Regions from separate parts of the Mus musculus genome. Here region 2 is linked to region 1. The links are chromatin contacts, called in public Hi-C maps. All regions are on one chromosome and are shown on one strand. Each heading gives the region's core, a stretch centred on a gene start, on an enhancer-like site or on the middle of the called end of the contact. The rest is flanking DNA. Distances are from core to core; before and after follow the strand shown.

The links. Hi-C and Micro-C count contacts between places; a contact is called where the count stands out from the background.
Region 2: a contact with region 1 is called in a Hi-C map of Th1 cells, with 2.7 times the contacts expected there. The contact joins the enhancer-like site here to the promoter of Htatsf1 in region 1. A contact is called at or near these places in 3 of 39 promoter capture datasets (the 3T3-L1 cell line, 3T3-L1-derived adipocytes and trophoblast stem cells), 2 of 484 Hi-C or Micro-C datasets (Th1 cells and cortical neurons) and 2 of 9 other capture datasets (adipose tissue and liver).

Annotation. Positions count from the first base shown.
Region 1 is chrX:57,049,369-57,054,853 of GRCm38.p6, forward strand. It overlaps Htatsf1 (HIV TAT specific factor 1), which reads left to right and starts at 4,202. Exons shown (of 10, transcript NM_028242.2): 1 at 4,202-4,397; 2 at 4,586-4,830. The coding sequence starts at 4,642.
Region 2 is chrX:57,134,274-57,139,992 of GRCm38.p6, forward strand. No RefSeq gene overlaps it. Among named protein-coding and RNA genes, the nearest start is that of Vgll1, 49 kb to the left of the region's middle. Within about 2 kb of position 3,563, at least 5 of the 459 cell types and tissues checked have an H3K27ac peak or open chromatin away from gene starts, as enhancers often do. A contact at or near this core is called in Th1 cells, where this site is marked.

The sequences.
Region 1 (5,485 bases), core at 2,952-5,451:
CCTCTTCAGGCCTTTTATCTTCTATACACATACATATATACATATATACTTTTTTTTACTTATTGATTTATATATATAAAGTAAACAAGTAATTAGAACCCTAAATTTTATTTTACCTTATCTCCCACCCATTCTCTAAGAGAGTGGCCCCCGACCTAGGTATCCTCCAACCCTGGTACATCAAGTCCTTGAGGGGTTAGACTCATTCTCTCTCACTGAGGCCAGACAAGGCAGCCATGAAGACTAACTGAGCTCCCTGTCTGCTACATAGGTGCTGTAGGGCCTTCTTCCAGCCCGGGTATAGAACAAAAGTCCAGACAGTATTTTCCTGTTTCACAAAACTAGAGCCTCCATGAGTTAGGGATGAAATAGGTATAAAATAACTTCTCAGTTTTCAAGGGCATCAGTAGCTCAAAAACTGAGATTAAAATTCATGAGTTTATTTTTATTTGGGGAAATGAACTGATTTTATTTCTTGGGGTTAACTTCATAGGTGGCTATAATAATAGCCACAATTACATTTATATTGCTTATTGTTGTACAAAGTTCTCCTGAGATATTTCGTTTCTTTTTGTTTTTTTTTTTTTTTTTGTTTGTTTGTTTGTTTCGAGACAGGGTTTCTCTGTGTAGCCCTGGCTGTCCTGGCAGTCACTTTGTAGACCATGCTGGCCTCGAACTCAGAAATCCGCCTGCCTCTGCCTTCCAAGTGCTGGGATAAAAGGCGTGTGCCACCACGCCCGACGATATTTCATTTCTTTATTGAGGGTTCTAGATAGGGAGAGATTTGGGCACATGCAAAACATATTGTGAACATGTCCTAATTTTGATCAAGGTATTTCCTTCCTTAACAATTAGGATATGGATCACAGCAATACTCTAGGAGGTATAAAAACAGTGACAAAGTCATATATGACCAAAGCGTGTCCAGAGGGTATTATCTTCCTCACTGAAAAGTGTCCCCAATTTAACATTGTATACCTTCTGTAAGCAAATGTTGCTTTAAAGCATTTCTGAAGTTCATATTATCTTAGGTTAAAGATACATCAATTTTTTTTTTTTTGTCAGAAGAAACGCCTTCCCAACTAGGTTTATAGATTACAAGATATAAGGACAAGAAAACTCCCAAACATCATGAGGATGTGTGTGTGTGTGTGTGTGTGTGTGTGTGTGTGACCTTCCATAAAGTGTTTATAAGTAAGGCAGAGGAACTTCTGCAGAGAAGGCCCTTCTCAGGCCTTTTATCTTCTATAGGCACCCGTTTTCATTCTACTCTGACACCGAGTCTATATCTGTTTGTACTCAAACTTTATGGAACAAATGTATACTGGCTCAGGCAAGTATCTAGTGCAAACTGCAATGCTACCTTGAGCCAGATTCTCTATAGGCTTCCAGGAAGCTTTTGGACAAAAGCAACTGGGTGACTTGCAACCTTGACAGAAGATTTTTTCCCAGCTGGGCATGGTGGCACACGCCTTTAATCCCAGCATTCAGGAGGCAGAGGCAGGTGGATTTCTGAGTTCGAGGCCAGCCTGGTCTACAGAGTGAGTTCCAGGACAGCCAGGGCTACACAGAGAAACCCTGTCTCAAAAAAACAAACCAAAAAAAAATATTTTTCCCCATTTCCTTGTGTGTGTGTGTGTGGTGGGGAGGTTAGGGTATCTCCAACATTAAGAGTGTGTGCTATGTGCAATAACAATCATGCAGCGCACTATCTCTTCTATTGTAAACATACTCCAGAATGAAATGGAAGCCTAATAACAAATTAGTGAAAAGATCTATATACAGTTTTTAGATCAAAGCAAGAACTACTTAGCAGTGTTTAAATGCATCTAACAAAATCCACAGCATATATACAAGTTCAGTTCTCCAATTCTTCTACTAAAAACAAGAACCTCGTAAAAATAAGTATATTTGGAAACAACTACTGCTTTAATAATATCACTAAGGTTGAAATCAGATTCAGAGGTCTGTGAGGAGCCAAAATATTCTAGAACCCACCTGGAACCACTGTATTTACAAACAAAGGTGACTGGAATCGGAGTAATTTCTGACAAGCTTTTCCCTATGGTCAAGTCTGGGTCATAGTACTGATGTTTACACATATAGTATTTATTGCTACTTTTTTTCTTTTTTTTTTAGTGTCTTTTTTATTATCAGGTATTTTCCTCATTTACATTTCCAATGATATCCCAAAAGTCCCCCATACCCTCCCCCCCACTCCCCTACCCACCCACTCCCACTTTTTACTTTTAATGATTAAAAATTTTACTTGAATAGTTAACATTATTGCAATGAGCCTTGTTGATGAATGTAATCCATCAAAAAAAAAGCTGTTTAGAATTGTCTACTTTTTGAGTGTAAAAAGATGCACTATGTTCATAGCAGCCTTATTTATAATAGCCAGAAGCTGGAAAGAACCCAGATGCCCCTCAACAGAGGAATGGATACAGAAAATGTGGTACATTTACACAATGGAGTACTACTCAGCTATTAAAAAGAATGAATTTATGAAATCCCTAGGCAAATGGATGGACCTGGAGGGCATCATCCTGAGTGAGGTAACCCAATCACAAAGGAACTCACACAATATGTACTCACTGATAAGTGGATATTAGCCCAGAAACTTAGGATACCCAAGATATAAGATACAATTTGCTAAACGCATGAAATTCAAGAAGAACAAAGACCAAAGTGTGGACACTTTGCCCCTTCTTAGAATTGGGAACAAAACACCCATGGAAGGAGTTACAGAGACAAAGTTTGGAGCTGTGATGAAAGGACGGACCATCTAGAGACTGCCATATCCGGGGATCCATCCCATAATCAGCTTCCAAACGCTGACACCATTGCATACACTAGCAAGATTTTGCTGAAAGGACCCTGATATAGCTGTCTCTTGTGAGACTTTGCCAGGGCCTAGCAAACACATAAGTGGATGCTCACAGTCAGCTATTGGATGGATCACAGGGCCCCCAATGGAGGAGCTAGAGAAAATACCCAAGGAGCTAAAGGGATCTGCAACCCTATAGGTGGAACAACAATATGAACTAACCAGTACCCTGGAGCTCTTGTCTCTAGCTGCATATGTATCAAAAGATGGCCTAGTCAGTCATCACTGGAAAGAGAGGCCATTTGGACTTACAAACTTTATATGCCCCAGTACAGGGGAATGCCAGGGCCAAAAAGTGGGAGTGGGTGGGTAGGGGAGTGGGGAGGGGTATGGGGGACTTTTGGGATAGCATTGGAAATGTAAATGAGGAAAATACCTAATAAAAATATTTAAAAAATGCTTAAAACAAAATAATTGCTGCTCTCCCGCATCTGGTGCTCCTGTCATATTGTTCGCCAACTATAACTGAACCGCCCTTGATTTGTGCATGTCTTAGCTGCTGCCTCAGAATCTCCCTCAAAGCCTGGCACTTAATAGGAGTTCAGTAAATACTTGTCTGTCCTAAAAATATGGACCCCTTCCCTTTTCTAGGTGCATGAAACATCTAAGGAAAAAGCTCAGCTTTTCTTGGAAGACTGTTGGCTGTCTTACTAAGACACAAGGAAATGAGGCCATAGGGTTATGTTTACACTCAAGCTTCAAATTCCAGTCTGGAACACCTCGGACACGTTGCAGTAAGCTGCAGGCAAAAGCTCCTCTCACCTACAGCAGCCAGAGGGTGGTACCAGATGCCTAAAAGGGGGGTGAGATTAGGAAGTGATGGGGCCTTCTGCCCACTGCTTGTTAACTCATGCTTCACTAGACCTCCAAACAGCATGTTATGTGTTTGGGTTACTAAGATGAACAAAACCCGCGTGTACACTAAGGACAAGCATTCGAAAAATAAGACAATCCTCGGCTCCAGTGCAGGGGCGGGGATTTGCGCGAAGGAGGCGCCAAGGTTTCGCGAAGCGGGAGAAACTTGTCCCACGGTCCCACCCACCTCCCCAAGATGGCGCCTGCCGCAAAGCCCATTCCGCGCCAGCTCTACTGGAAGAGTCCTTTTTCAGGCTATCGCTTCGGCCAAACTCGTCCGGAGCGCAGAGGAGCCCGAGGTTAACGAGGTGCCATGCATTTCGGCAGGCTGCGTCCCTAAAGGCCAGTTCCCAATAAGTACAGACACGCGGCGGCAGCCGGGCTCCGAGGCCCCGCCCCCTGGCCGCGCAAGCGTCGCGGACCTTTGACGTCCCGTGGGCGGGTCGGCGCGACCCGCTACGTTGCCACCCGCGCGGACAATGGCGACTGCATCAGCCTGAGGGGGACTTCGCTCTCAACTCGTTGCCTGACGTGGCGGGGAGGAAGCTGTGGCGCCTCCGGAACCGGCCGCAGCGGTGACAGCGCGCCTGCGCGCTTCCGCCTCGCCCTGGCCCCAGCAGCGGCGGCGGCGAGGCCCTGCGGAGCCCGCCAGGTGGGTGGCAGCGACAGCGCTGACCATTTGTTGGCGCAGGCGTGCACGAGGGGGGCGGGCGGGAGGGCGGAGTCTGGGCGGTGCCTCGCAGACTTCCCAGGGTCTGCTGGGGCGCTGCGGGAGGCGGCCCGGGAGTTGCAGTGCACAGTCCAAGCTCTGCAGACCTCTCTTTCTCTGCTCTTGTCCAGCGCCCTCTCGGCCTCTTCACTTCTCTGACCGCGGTGTCCGGGACTACGTGAGAACCATGAGTGGCAACAACTTGAGCGGGAACGATGAGTTTGATGAGCAATTGCGAATGCAAGAATTGTATGGAGGAGACCCCAAGGAAGGTGACACCCAGAATGAGCCCTCTGGAGAAGCCCATTCTTTGGGACAACCACCAGATGACACTCCTTACGAGTGGGACCTTGATAAGAAGGCTTGGTTCCCTAAGGTAAGAAAGAGTATCGGAGTCCCACTGCGGAGCGGGGCCATAGGGTTCACTGGCAGCCCTTGCGGGACATTCCTCTTCTGTTTGCTCCACTGAAGTACTAGGTCTCTGAACCGGTGGTTGGTGGCTAGTCTATTGGTTCAGTCTATTGCATTCCCGATGTATAAAGGAAAGTAAATCTTAGGGTGGTGCCTTAAGTGATTTTTTTGTGCCTTATTAATTTGTGTATGTATGTGAAGGTCACAATTCGTTTTTATCTTGATATTTTTACTGCACAGAGGAAGAACACCAAGGAAATCACATTAGTAAGACTTTTATCCTGTATAGCCAAACTTAATTTACGCTTCCTGTACATGTTTGTGTAGAATGCAGCTTGTTGATTTACAGGGTGGAAGAGGTGTCATTCACCTCTACTGAAGAAACTTTTCTTGATTCTTGTTTTATCTATTAAATTTTGTTCCAGGGCATCTGAGTTCGGACCCTATAACCACAGGAATATGACTAGGAATGCACAGGAAATGAATGAAAGAGATCTATACATTTGTACTTGGGAATTGCTAAGTGTTTAATTTCAACATGGAAATAGCACAAGTGGTGTTGAACCTGGTCTTGTAAACTGTATGGTAACTGTACTCTGTTAGTCTTAGCCTCATAGGAA
Region 2 (5,719 bases), core at 2,313-4,812, 84 kb after region 1:
GTCAGAGCACAGACTTGACTCCTTGGTTAAGTCTGCATATACTTCAATACTAAAATGACCTACCATTACTGCTACAGGCTGAATATCCGTGTCTTCCAAGGTTTGTATGCTGAATTCAAATCTTCATGGTAATACATTAAGACAGACGTGAGGCAATTGGAAGATGATTGTGCTATGGCAACAGAGTCTCGTGAAAAGAATCTGTATCCTTGCAAATGAGTCACTAAAAAGCTTTTGTCCCTTCTATCAGAGGAGGCCACAGAAAAAACAGAACAGTGGCTATCTATGAAGCAGGTACCTAGCCTATGGTAGTATGTTTTATCCAACTTAATGGACTAGGATAAATGCTAATATTGATTACCAGCTAATATTGCATGCCAGCTACTAGAGAAAGCACTATTTGAAATAGCATATGCCTATATACATATTAGACTCCTTTAATTTCATCTGTGTGTCATTCCTTCTTAGTTTGTGGTTCTTGATGTTTGACATGCATTGAAATCACCTAGCAGTGAGTCAAAATAATAATACCTAGAAATTAAATCAATCAATCAAGGACAAAACTCCTGATTCCTGAATGTTATTACCCCAGCAGCAAATTGTTATTACAATTTCTGATTGTATTTGATTGAGAAGTTGCTCAGATGTCAAGAATTTTGAAAACTTCAAGGTGAGGCTGGGGATATAGATGGGTGAGTGGGCAAGGTGCCGGAAATATTAAAAAATCAAGCCAGCAGGTAGGCCATGCACTGGCGGACAATGGCTGGTCTGATTTTATCTCACGGAGACTCTGACTCGGAACTCCACAATCTCTCCACCCAGCTTGCTAGGTTCCCACTGGTGGGTTGCTACCACACCAATCCTGTGATTCAAATCCCTCATGGCCTTTGTGGTGCATATCTGGCAAACTCACACTTGGCCACTGTACGTTTCTCTCTTGAACCCAGTCGAACCACCACTTGACGGAAAATACCACACAGACTTAGTTCGGAAACAATAGTAACTCAAGCTCTGGGTGCAACAACTAAAACGTTATCTTTTAAGCTTTATTAAATCTGATTCCTTACGTAGCAAATCCTGACAGGTCCACCATGATACTGGGAAACTCTAGTAGCTACATCTTGCCTTTATGCTATCCCAGTTCCAAAAGACCTAACTCTCTCCTGCTTTCTCTCTTCCTCCGTCCAACCTGGAAGTCCCTCCTACTCGCCCAGTGATTGGCTCCTTTATCCATTAGAAGATTGGTTCACAAGAACAGTATCAGGTCCACCTATAACACTTGCCAATAAAATAGGATCTGAATTCAAATCCCCAGAACCCACATAAAACCAGGCATAGTAGTATACATGTATAAGCCCAGTGTCCCCATGGTGATAGAGAAGGGAGGTGGACATCTGGGTGACTCTAATGTGCTGGGAGGACTGAGCTTATTAGAGGCAACATATTTGCCCTGATTTGGTTATAGAGTTGACACTGGCAATGCCATGACTTGATCTTAAGGTAGCATTAGTAGCTCAAGAACTAAGGGGACTTTACTTGGACACAAGGGCATTACTTGTGTCCAATAGCTGACCATGTAGCTGTATTTTCTTCTTAGGCTTTCAGAGTTAGTTGTCATCATTCAATCTCTACTTACAAAGGAGCCAAAAAGTCCTTCTTACTTTCAGCTCTGCTGATTTAGATAACTCTTTCTGCCTGTAATTTTTTACTTCTTTCTGTGTCTAAACTGAAAGCCAAAAGACAAAGAAACCCATACTCCAGAGTGAGGTGCTGGGGTTTGTTAGTAAATCTTACAACACCAACTTGACAATTACAGTGACTCAACTATGAAGTACCCCTGCCCAAATCCCCTCTGAATCAGTTCTTCTTAATGCCCACTATCATCGATTTATAGATGATAGTTTGATAGTTTGATGATGGGTTGATTCGCATGAAAATGATCTTCCTTTCTGAATTGGACTCAGGCTGTATTTTTTGGCCTTGTATGTAAATTTCTTGGGTGTTGTTTCTTTGCTTGCTTCCCCTTCCCTCTGCTTTGAGCATATTCAAATGCTCAATTCATAAAGAGATTCAGGATGTTCCTGCACACACATAGAGGAGTACCAGAGGTATGGTTTTAAACAGTGGTCTTTTCTAGGAAAAGACTTCAGTCAATAGGTATAGGAGACCTAGGTTCAAGTTACATGGAAAAGAAACTGGATAGGCCTCTTTAAAAATAGAGGGCTTTGTTTTAGGGACTGGAGAGATGGATCAGTAATTAAAAGCACACACTCATCTTGTAGATGATCTGAGTTCAGTCCCGAGAACCCTCATTTGGGTGCCTCATATGGATTCTGTAACTCCAGATGCTGCCTTCTGGCCTCTAAGGGCATCTGCACTCATGTACACATAGCCCCCTCCCACCCCCTAATTAAAAATAAAACAAAACTTTTTAAATGTTATTTTTTTAAAAAAATAAGTTATTTATTCTCATTTTATGTACATTGTTCTTTTGCTTGCATAAATGTCTATGTGAGGGTTTTGGATCTCTTGAAACTGGAGTTACAGACAGTTGTGAGCTACCATGTGGGTACAGGGAATTGAACTCTGGTCCTCTGGACAAGCAGTCAATGTTCCCAACTTCTGAGCCATCTCACCAGCTTGAATGTTATCTCTGTAACATTTATTTATTTAATGAGAGGACACAGGCCATAGCACACATGTATAAGTCAGAGGACAACTTACTGGAGTTGGTTTCCTCCTTCTACCATGTGGATCCACAGGGACCAAACTCAAGTTGTCAGGTTTGGTGGCAAGTGCCTTTCCTTTGCTTTTGAGATATCTTGCAGACCCTGGATTCACTTCTTTAAGTGACTGTAAGAATTTGCAGTGCAGGTTAGAACTTACTGGATTTTCAGGGAAAAGGTGAATTTTACACATCAGGTGGTATCTTGGTTTTGTTGCCTTATTGTTTTGTTCTGTTTTTATGGATTTATGTTTTTATTTTATACGTATGTGTATGGGCCTGAATGCATGTGTATGCACATGACATATGCACAGGCCTGCTGAAGCTAGAAGAGGGTGTCAAATCTCTTGGAACTAGAGTTGCAAATAGTTATCAACCACTTAATGTGGGCGCTGGGCACAGAGCCCCAGTTTTCTGCAAAAGCTGCAAGTGCTCTTAACTGCTGAGTCATCTCTTCACTCCTCAGTTGGTTTGAGACAGGGTCGCGAGTTATCCAGCTTAACCTTGAACTTGCTATGTAGCCATGGATGACCTTGAACATTTCATCTCCCCTCTTTCACCAAGTACTGCAATTATATGCATGTACCACCACAAATTTATACAGTATGGGAATCGAAGCCAACCTCTGGATTTCACACAATCTATGCCAGTACCCTACCAACTGAGCTGCATCCCCAGATCCTCAGATTAGGTTTTTAAAAGTGTCCATTTTGTATAGTTTGGAAACAGTTCTGGACCAGGTTTTTACTCCCAAAGACAGAGGCACTACTGTAACCCTGTCTCTGAACAGGTTCTTGCCACAAAGTGCCCCACTTCCTTTCCAAACTTACTCATCTTGCTCATCAGCAACAAAATGAAAATGTCTTTCTCACTCTCTATGAGCATCTCCCCAGCTCAGCAACTTCAGGTGCCTCTGTCACTTTGATTTATTCAAATGATTTGAAATGTCAAGCTATTGAAGATTGTAGTAGGGGACTGTGGGCATTGTCACCCACTGCACTAAAAAGCCAACAGATTTCAGTTCTCTGAACAGATGCCAGAGAAGGAGAAAGCTGAGCCTGTGGGATCTCTTCCTGCCATGTTTCTCAGTGGAGGGCTTCAAGGTCACTTAGACACACTCACAAGAAAGCCACAGCTTCTGCCAGTTTAAACGACACTATGTGGGAATAAAAGGTGTCATTAAGGAGAGACTTTGCATCAACTGTGATTTCTTAGAGAGTCTTAACAATTGGTTTTTAATGTTTTATGAAGTAAAAACTTTTGATTCCAACCACAGTGTGGTCTTACTAGATTGGCAATAGTCCCAGAAAACTGCTGATTTCAGTGAAGTGGGGGGCTTTCTGTGAGGCTTCATTAGACTCTAAGGAGAGTGTCATATTGTGCTGGGCACAAAGGTAGGAAGCACTCATTGCATGTTAGCTATTGCTATGATTACTGAAAGTTCACTTCTAGAGAGTTCTATGAGTCACCCTTGGGATTGGGCTTCAAATATACCTTTTCTGGCATTCTCTCCTGCTGAGAGCAGGCCTGTTGCTTCAGAGTAGTTAGTCTCATTACAGGAAACATTGGTGAGGGGTGGGGGTGAGGGATAGGCTTTAAAGCCCCTTTGGCTGGTACTCAGGCTATTCTAATTGTCATTTCCCAAAGCTTAGAAAATACTTGTCTTGCTGCATGGCATTAGGTGGCATCAATTGCAGATCTGGCCAGGACTGCTGGTACAAGCAGACTTGTAGCCTCAGGTACTCAAGAGACAGAGGCAGAAGAATTCAAGTTCAAGGTCTACCCAGCCTGAAGAGTGAGGCCAAGGGAACTTAGTAAGATCCTGCTTTTTAAAACAAATATGCTTAAAACAGCATGTGGTTGTCTAGTCCAACGGAGAATGCTTGCCTGGAACGCACAAAGCTCTGGGCTCTGTACTCAACACTGCAATAAATAAATATATAGATTAAATTATCATGTCTATAATATCTTGTCTGTTTTTTTAGGAGGAAAGTTGAAGATAGCTCCTCAATAGAAAGCTCATATTTGAAGAGGATCATATTAGCTCAACACAGAGGAAGTTGGTAGGAAGTGCTGGACATGTATAATGATGTTCTGACCTCTGATGCTCTGATGTTCTGAGGGTGATATAGCTTCCTCTATTGGATTTGCCAAGGGGTTCTTTTAGTTAAACAGTATACTAAACTCCTCTCTCTCTCTCTCTCTCTCTCTCTCTCTCTCTCTCTCTCTCTCTCTCTCTCTCTCTCTCTCTCTCTCTCTCCTATCTCTCAATTCTTCAGAATAAAGACAAAAGAATTGCTGTGCCTGGCTGCCCCCAGTGAACATTAGTAACGCCTCATCTGCAGTGAGAACCAAGCTGGCCCAGACTCAGTTTTCAAGCTCCCAGCATAGTCAGGGAGACAGACAGCAGCATGCTGAAGCAAACTCCTTCTGACTTCAGAGACGAGTAGAAGTCTTACAGACCATCTGTGAAACACACAGTTAAGACCATGGAGTTATATAGCCAGCCCCATACCTGTGGGTTCTACATTAAAAATTATCTCCTTTCTACATCTATCTACATGAATTTTGCTTTGCATTATTCCTTAAATAGTGCAGTATAAACAGCTATTCACATAGCATTTACATTGTGTTGGGCATTAACAAGTCATCTGGGGTCTAGAGGTGTACATCACTAACATTTGAAGAGCTAAAGTATATAGGATGATTTGCATAAGTTGCATGTAAATACAATACCATTTTATATAAAGAATTTGAGCATCTTCATGTTTTGACATCCAGGGGAATAGTTAGGTCTACACCCGCCTGGATTCTGAGGAATGATTATAAAACCTTATAACTGAACATAATATACTCAAAACAGAGGTCATAGATACTCAAAACAGGGGCACTGCCTAGTTAAAGTGCATTTCATCATCTTTGCCTTTGAAGTTGTGTGTATCTTCCGGAGCAAAAGCATGGAATTTGTACAAGGGATAATGGAGGACTTCTTGG